Regions from separate parts of the Capra hircus genome. Here region 2 is linked to region 1. Evidence: chromatin contacts called from public Hi-C data. All regions are on one chromosome and are shown on one strand. Each heading gives the region's core, a stretch centred on a gene start, on an enhancer-like site or on the middle of the called end of the contact. The rest is flanking DNA. Distances are from core to core; before and after follow the strand shown. Region 1 overlaps CCDC62 (coiled-coil domain-containing protein 62). Region 2 overlaps HIP1R (huntingtin-interacting protein 1-related protein).

Region 1 (2,700 bases), core at 109-2,608:
TGTTTCTCCACTAAGTCTTTTGCAAATAGAGATGAGATAGCAATTACACTTTTTCCCCCAAATGAAGTATTAACCTGTAGTTTCTTCTCTTTGCATACATCACAAGAGCTCTTGTCTGACCTAGTTTGCTGAACCAACGTGGTCTCAAATTTTTGGTCCTTAACCAGTGACTTCTGATTTTTCTCCCTCTTAAAATCGACTTTTAGGTGGTTATTTTCAAGGTCTGATAAACACATGTCTCTGCTATGGTGGCATTACAAAAAACGGGAAGTTATAAGATACACTTGATACTGTCATTCTCAATATTTCACTCAAACCTCATCAGTTGAGCTAAACCTTAATAAAACCCATTTGTCTCAGTTGAAAATAGAAGGTAGAATTTTTATATTCTTCGGAGCCCAATTTTAGCCCAGCCTCCTCCAAGAAGTCTTTGTGATCACCAAGCCCCATATGCCCACTCCCCCATGTCCCATCCTTAAGGTCTACTATACACACTGTCCATACTGCAAATCACTATCTTACTGCATACATGATTTAATTAATCAGAGACAGACTCTCCTATTACAACTGTATGGCTCGCTGTTGCATACATATCAATGTCTTGTCTAAAGATGCTTAAGGGTGTTTTTCACATATGAAGGCATTTTTAATGCCCCTAGCACCTAGCACAGTCATTAATACACACTCAGTGTTCTGTAAATACTTGCTGACTGATCTGTTATTTCTTTTCCTAATTCTATTAGTTTCACAGTAAACAGAGCTAAAGCCAGAACTGAAAGGCAATGGGGATTCAAGGTATAGAGATAAACTGGACAGTGCCAAATGTGTTTACCATACTGTATTCATTACTATCCCATTTATCTGCTGCATACCTATGTAGCTACGTATTGAAAGCCAGTCTAAAGTAAAAATGACACATGTGCATAAAATAAAAATCATTGTGATAAACCTTTTAATACACTGCCTGTTAAAATGCTCACGTCACATGTGTTCAGGTGTTCTAATCTATATGATTCTGATTCTCCTTCTAGAATGGGAAAGGCCACTTTATGTTCTTAAGGAATAACCTCTATCGTCTAAGGCCAGGTGCCTCCCAGAGGAAATGAAGTACAAAAAGAAAAGAGAGACAACTGGTTAGGGGCTTCTGCCTCCTGGAGATCGCCGGCTTGGTCTGGTGTTTATTAGTAGCAGCTGCAGATACTGGGATACAGAGCGATGGTGTTAGAAGCCCCAGTGAAAGACCCCGAAGAAAAGCACAGCGAATGTGGCAAAGTGTGGGGTGAGTCCCCAGCCTTCCAGTCTGCAGCAAAACCCTGCAACTCCTGACCACTCCCACCCTCGAACCCCAGCCCCCCGGGGAAAGGCACGCGCCACTGGGCCCAGCTTCTGCCCTTACATGGAGAGATGGGAGTCCCCTGAATGCCCCCTCCTTTCCACCACTTCCTCACTATTCGGTTGGATGAATGGACTAAACTGAACTGTGGGACAGCTGTATGCTTGTCAATTAAACCACTCTTCATATGTTTATGTTTTACTTTTACAGAAATGAATTTAATTCACATACTGCCTGTTATTGGAAAAATCAAGCTGAGAGCAGAGGTCACCCTCAGCTGAACTTCTACTGCAGTTATTTCTACCCTTCTTTGATGTTCTTTCTTTTAGATAAGTATAATACCCAGTATATCTTTATTTTCCCTATTCCTAGCCCAGTGCCTAAAATACTCAGAGTTCTGAATAAATTATTCATCTCTGTAATTTCTACTTTACCTCAAAGCCTTTTATACAACACATACCCACAAATAATGTATTTAATGAAATTTATCAAATAGTTTAATTAGGATCATGCCTAAAATTCTAAATCTAGTCTCACTACAACCCAGGATTAAAATGATAATTATTAGCTCACATATATTTTTTCCCATTTACTCCCTGCTATCTAGGGAATAGTAGTAAGTACTGACCCATAGTAGGTACTTAACAAACATTGATGAATGACGGAAATAAATACAATATCATATTAATGGCATCTTACTAAGGTTACCTGGATTCCATGCCCTTTGATTCCTCCATCTTTGAGTCATATATCTGTATTAATTCCTGAGAATTTTCCACATTGAAATTAAGAAACTGCATATCACGCTGTTGTTTTACGTAAATCTGCCGTAGATATTGATAAATCAATACAAAGTGTAACGACAAAGCTAAAGCAAGCCAACAGTTGGGTGTTTCAAACGCTAAAACGTATCAGACAGTGGCTAAAAACATATGCTGAGTATGTTAGCTTTCATTTTTCCTGTTCGCACCAAGATTTGTTAGTGTAACTAGTCTCCTTTACTATAAGCAAGACTCCATCTGCGAGGTTAATACGATTGATACACCTTTAAAGTAGTCAGGATTCCAGAAGCACCATGAACAAAATCACCAGGCATACACTTTGCCTAATTTGATGTCTGTTTATAAATGTTTCCCACTTAATAGTGAAGAGGGAGTGGGGACGTACCTGTCTCAGATTATGCAGCTCTGCGTTCATGCGCTCTTGCTTTGACTTTGCGATATCAAGTAACTCATCTTTCCTTTTTTCTCTCTCTGCTATTTAAGAACAAATATTATTAAAACATTTTTCACCAGCCACATCAATACACACCTCTTCATTTCTAACAACTGAATGTGCACATGGCTAATTTTTTTCCCCCACTAGTT
Region 2 (2,746 bases), core at 55-2,554, 50 kb before region 1:
CTGCCAGACCCCTTGGAGGGGGCTTAGTTCACGACTTGAGCTGTGTAGCTGGCATCCTTCTTGTCGAGCTGCAAGAGTCAAAGGTGAGGGGGCTCAGTGGCCACCGCCAGGAGTGCAGGACACACCCTGGGTCAGGGCCCCCCCCTGCACCTCCCGCGGGAAGAGCCCTGGGCCCCTGCCTTGCTCCCCGCAGTGCTGGGCAGCGTGTCTGCTCCCACCCAGTGGTGTCTGACTGTCCCCAAGGGCCAGCGCCCCACAGACCCGGGAGCAGAGGCCAGGACAGCACCCCAGGGCCCCTCCCATCACCCCCCACCGGCCGGGCACCTGGTGGTCCTGCCTTGGCGCCACGCTGGGCTTCTGGGCCAAGGGTGGCTTCTTGGTCCCGCTGCGGGGGGCGGCGCTGGGCTGGCTGGGCTCCTCCTCGCCCGGTGCCCCTGTGGCCCCGGCCAGCAGGTAGTGCTGCCTCCGCAGCTCCCCGAGCCGCACACGCTCCACCTCCAGTGTCTTTTCCAGCTCCAGGGCCCGCACCTGCAGCCCCGCACAGCAGCTCAGCAGGCTGGGCCCTGCCCCAGGGAGAGGGGACGGGGCGGGGGCAGAAGGGGGACGGGAGGGGGGCAGAGGCGGGAGGGCAGCTACCTGGGTCTCCATCTCCTGCTTCTTCAGCTTGATGAGGGAGAGGCCGGAGAAGTCCATGGTGTCTGAGGGCAGAGCGGGGTGGGTCAGCGTCTGCGTGCCTTCCCCATCCCCACCCCACCCCACGAGGACCCCAGCGCCCACCTCTGTCCTCGACCTGCTCCTGGCCCGACTTGGTGGAGGCCACCACGTTGGCGGCCATCTCATTGACGGTGCGCGAGCACTCCTGCAGGCGACTCAGGTGGGGGCTGTGCTTGTCGGCCTTCACCTGGAGGGCGTGGGGGGCGCGGGGACGGCTCAGGGATGGGCCCGCCGTGGGCAGCACCGCCCCGCCGTCAGTCTCCCGGGGAGCCCCACCTTGGAGGCCGCCACCAGCTGGGCTGTGCTGGCCGCGATCTCGTGCGAGCAGACGATGAGCTCCTCGTACTTGCCCGTGTGCAGCACCACCCTGTCCGCCGACTCCCTGGGGGCAGAGGCGGGGGGAGGGGGCTGGCCTGGGTCTCCGACCCCCTGGACAGCCAGGCACCCCCACCTTGCCCCCTCCACCCCACCCCCAGACCTGGGGCAACATACACCAGTTGGGTGGCTCCCCAGCCCACAGCCTTGGAGGCAGAGATCAGGCCTTCCGTCCACCTTGAATTCTTGGCATAAAATTCCTGCTGCGTGGCTGCCCCCTAGTGGTGACAGGAGGACAGGGCGGACCAGTCAAGGATGTCACCAGGGGGACACTAGATCCCCAGGGGTGAGCCCTCTCCCGTCACCCAGCCACAGGGGCGCACCCCTGGGCTGTGGTTCCCAGGCACGCTGCAGGCCCTGGGGGAGGACCAGCTGCCGCCACTCTGCACACTGCAGGGTTCTCAAGCCCAAAAGGAGCCCTGGGGGGAATCTTAAACCACGGGGTGATTTGGGACAAAGAGGGCTCTGGAGTCAGGCCCCTTGCAGGAATCTGTCCTCGATGGCTGAGCTGTGCAGCCTGCCCACTTAGGAGGGGCCCCCACCTGGCTCAGCCAGGGATGCCCCATCCCACCAGCAGCTCGGCTCACCCTGCCACTCTCCACGATCTCCTTCTGCAGGCTGGTGGATGTTGTCACCAGGAGCCGGATGGCCTGCCAAGATCAAGACACAAGTCACCCTTGGGCGGCCCTGCCAGGTACAGAGCCCTCCCAGCCTGGGTCTCAGCCGGCCACTCACCTTCATCAAATCCGTGCAGGAGTTGAGGATCCTGGGAGGAGCAGGAGGGACGGGGAACGAGGGAAAAGGGTCTGCACTATGGCCCTGGAAGCCACGGGGAGCCAGGGAGCTCGGCCTGGCCTCGTGGGCGCACAGCAGGTGGGGCCACAGGGCAGGGTGTGCAGTCAGAGGGGCATAACCCACCTCCCCAGATCCGGGAAAACTGAGGAACCCGTCCCGGGGAGACCGGGAGGCACAAGTGGGGCTCACCTCTCATTCACCTCCAGCTTCACCCCAGAGCTGGCATGGCGGGCCTGGTTCATCATGTCCTACAGCCGACAACAAGAGCTTTGAGTGGGCTGGGAGGAGGGCAACATGCGACGAAGGGGGACACCGGCGCTGGCCAGCCCCTACCACCCCACCAGCCAAAGAGCCTCGGCGGAAGAGCCAGGCCCCAGCCGCCCCTCACCTCTGACCTGCAGAGGCTGGCGGGCCCTCCCGCAGAGGGAGGCGCACCTGGGGCTCCTGCCCCCGCCCCTGGTCCTTACCTCGATCCTCCGCACCGCATCCTCAATGGCCGCGGATGTGGCCGCCATCTCCTTGTCCACCATAGCCCCGAGCTCCTCCTGACGCACATCCAGGCTCTTGGGCTTCAGCTCCTGGGGGGACGAGGCATCCGGGAGTTAGGCAGAGTGGATGGATTCTGCCCCGGCTGCCCTACAGAGCCTGGGGGCCAGCCTGGGGCAGTGCTCTTTCCCCAACCTGTGCCCCACAGTGGCAGGCCCTGCACGTGAGCCCTTGACTCAGCCCAAGCTGGAAGGAGATGCGGAGAAACTGGGGACCCAGTTCCACCGCCCTCCTCTGACCCTGGCCCACGCTCCGCTGCCCGCCTCACCTGGCCCAGCTGGAGGATGCCCTGCAGGGGGGTCCGCACCAGGCCAGG

The links. Hi-C and Micro-C count contacts between places; a contact is called where the count stands out from the background.
Region 2: a contact with region 1 is called in a Hi-C map of blood, with 4 times the contacts expected there. The contact joins two enhancer-like sites. A contact is called at or near these places in 3 of 5 Hi-C or Micro-C datasets (all in blood).

The regions. Positions count from the first base shown.
Region 1 is chr17:18,498,364-18,501,063 of ARS1.2, reverse strand. CCDC62 (coiled-coil domain-containing protein 62) reads right to left here. Exons shown (of 14, transcript XM_018061332.1): 8 at 2,501-2,586; 9 at 2,042-2,157; 10 at 1-243. Among named protein-coding and RNA genes, the nearest start is that of CCDC62, 22 kb to the right of the region's middle. Within about 2 kb of position 1,358, at least 1 of the 5 cell types and tissues checked has an H3K27ac peak or open chromatin away from gene starts, as enhancers often do.
Region 2 is chr17:18,548,644-18,551,389 of ARS1.2, reverse strand. It overlaps HIP1R (huntingtin-interacting protein 1-related protein), which reads right to left. Exons shown (of 32, transcript XM_018061333.1): 22 at 2,699-2,746; 23 at 2,352-2,462; 24 at 2,074-2,132; 25 at 1,825-1,855; 26 at 1,677-1,739; 27 at 1,207-1,307; 28 at 991-1,096; 29 at 778-901; 30 at 637-698; 31 at 325-528; 32 at 1-68. The coding sequence ends at 24. Among named protein-coding and RNA genes, the nearest start is that of HIP1R, 25 kb to the right of the region's middle. Within about 2 kb of position 1,304, at least 3 of the 5 cell types and tissues checked have an H3K27ac peak or open chromatin away from gene starts, as enhancers often do.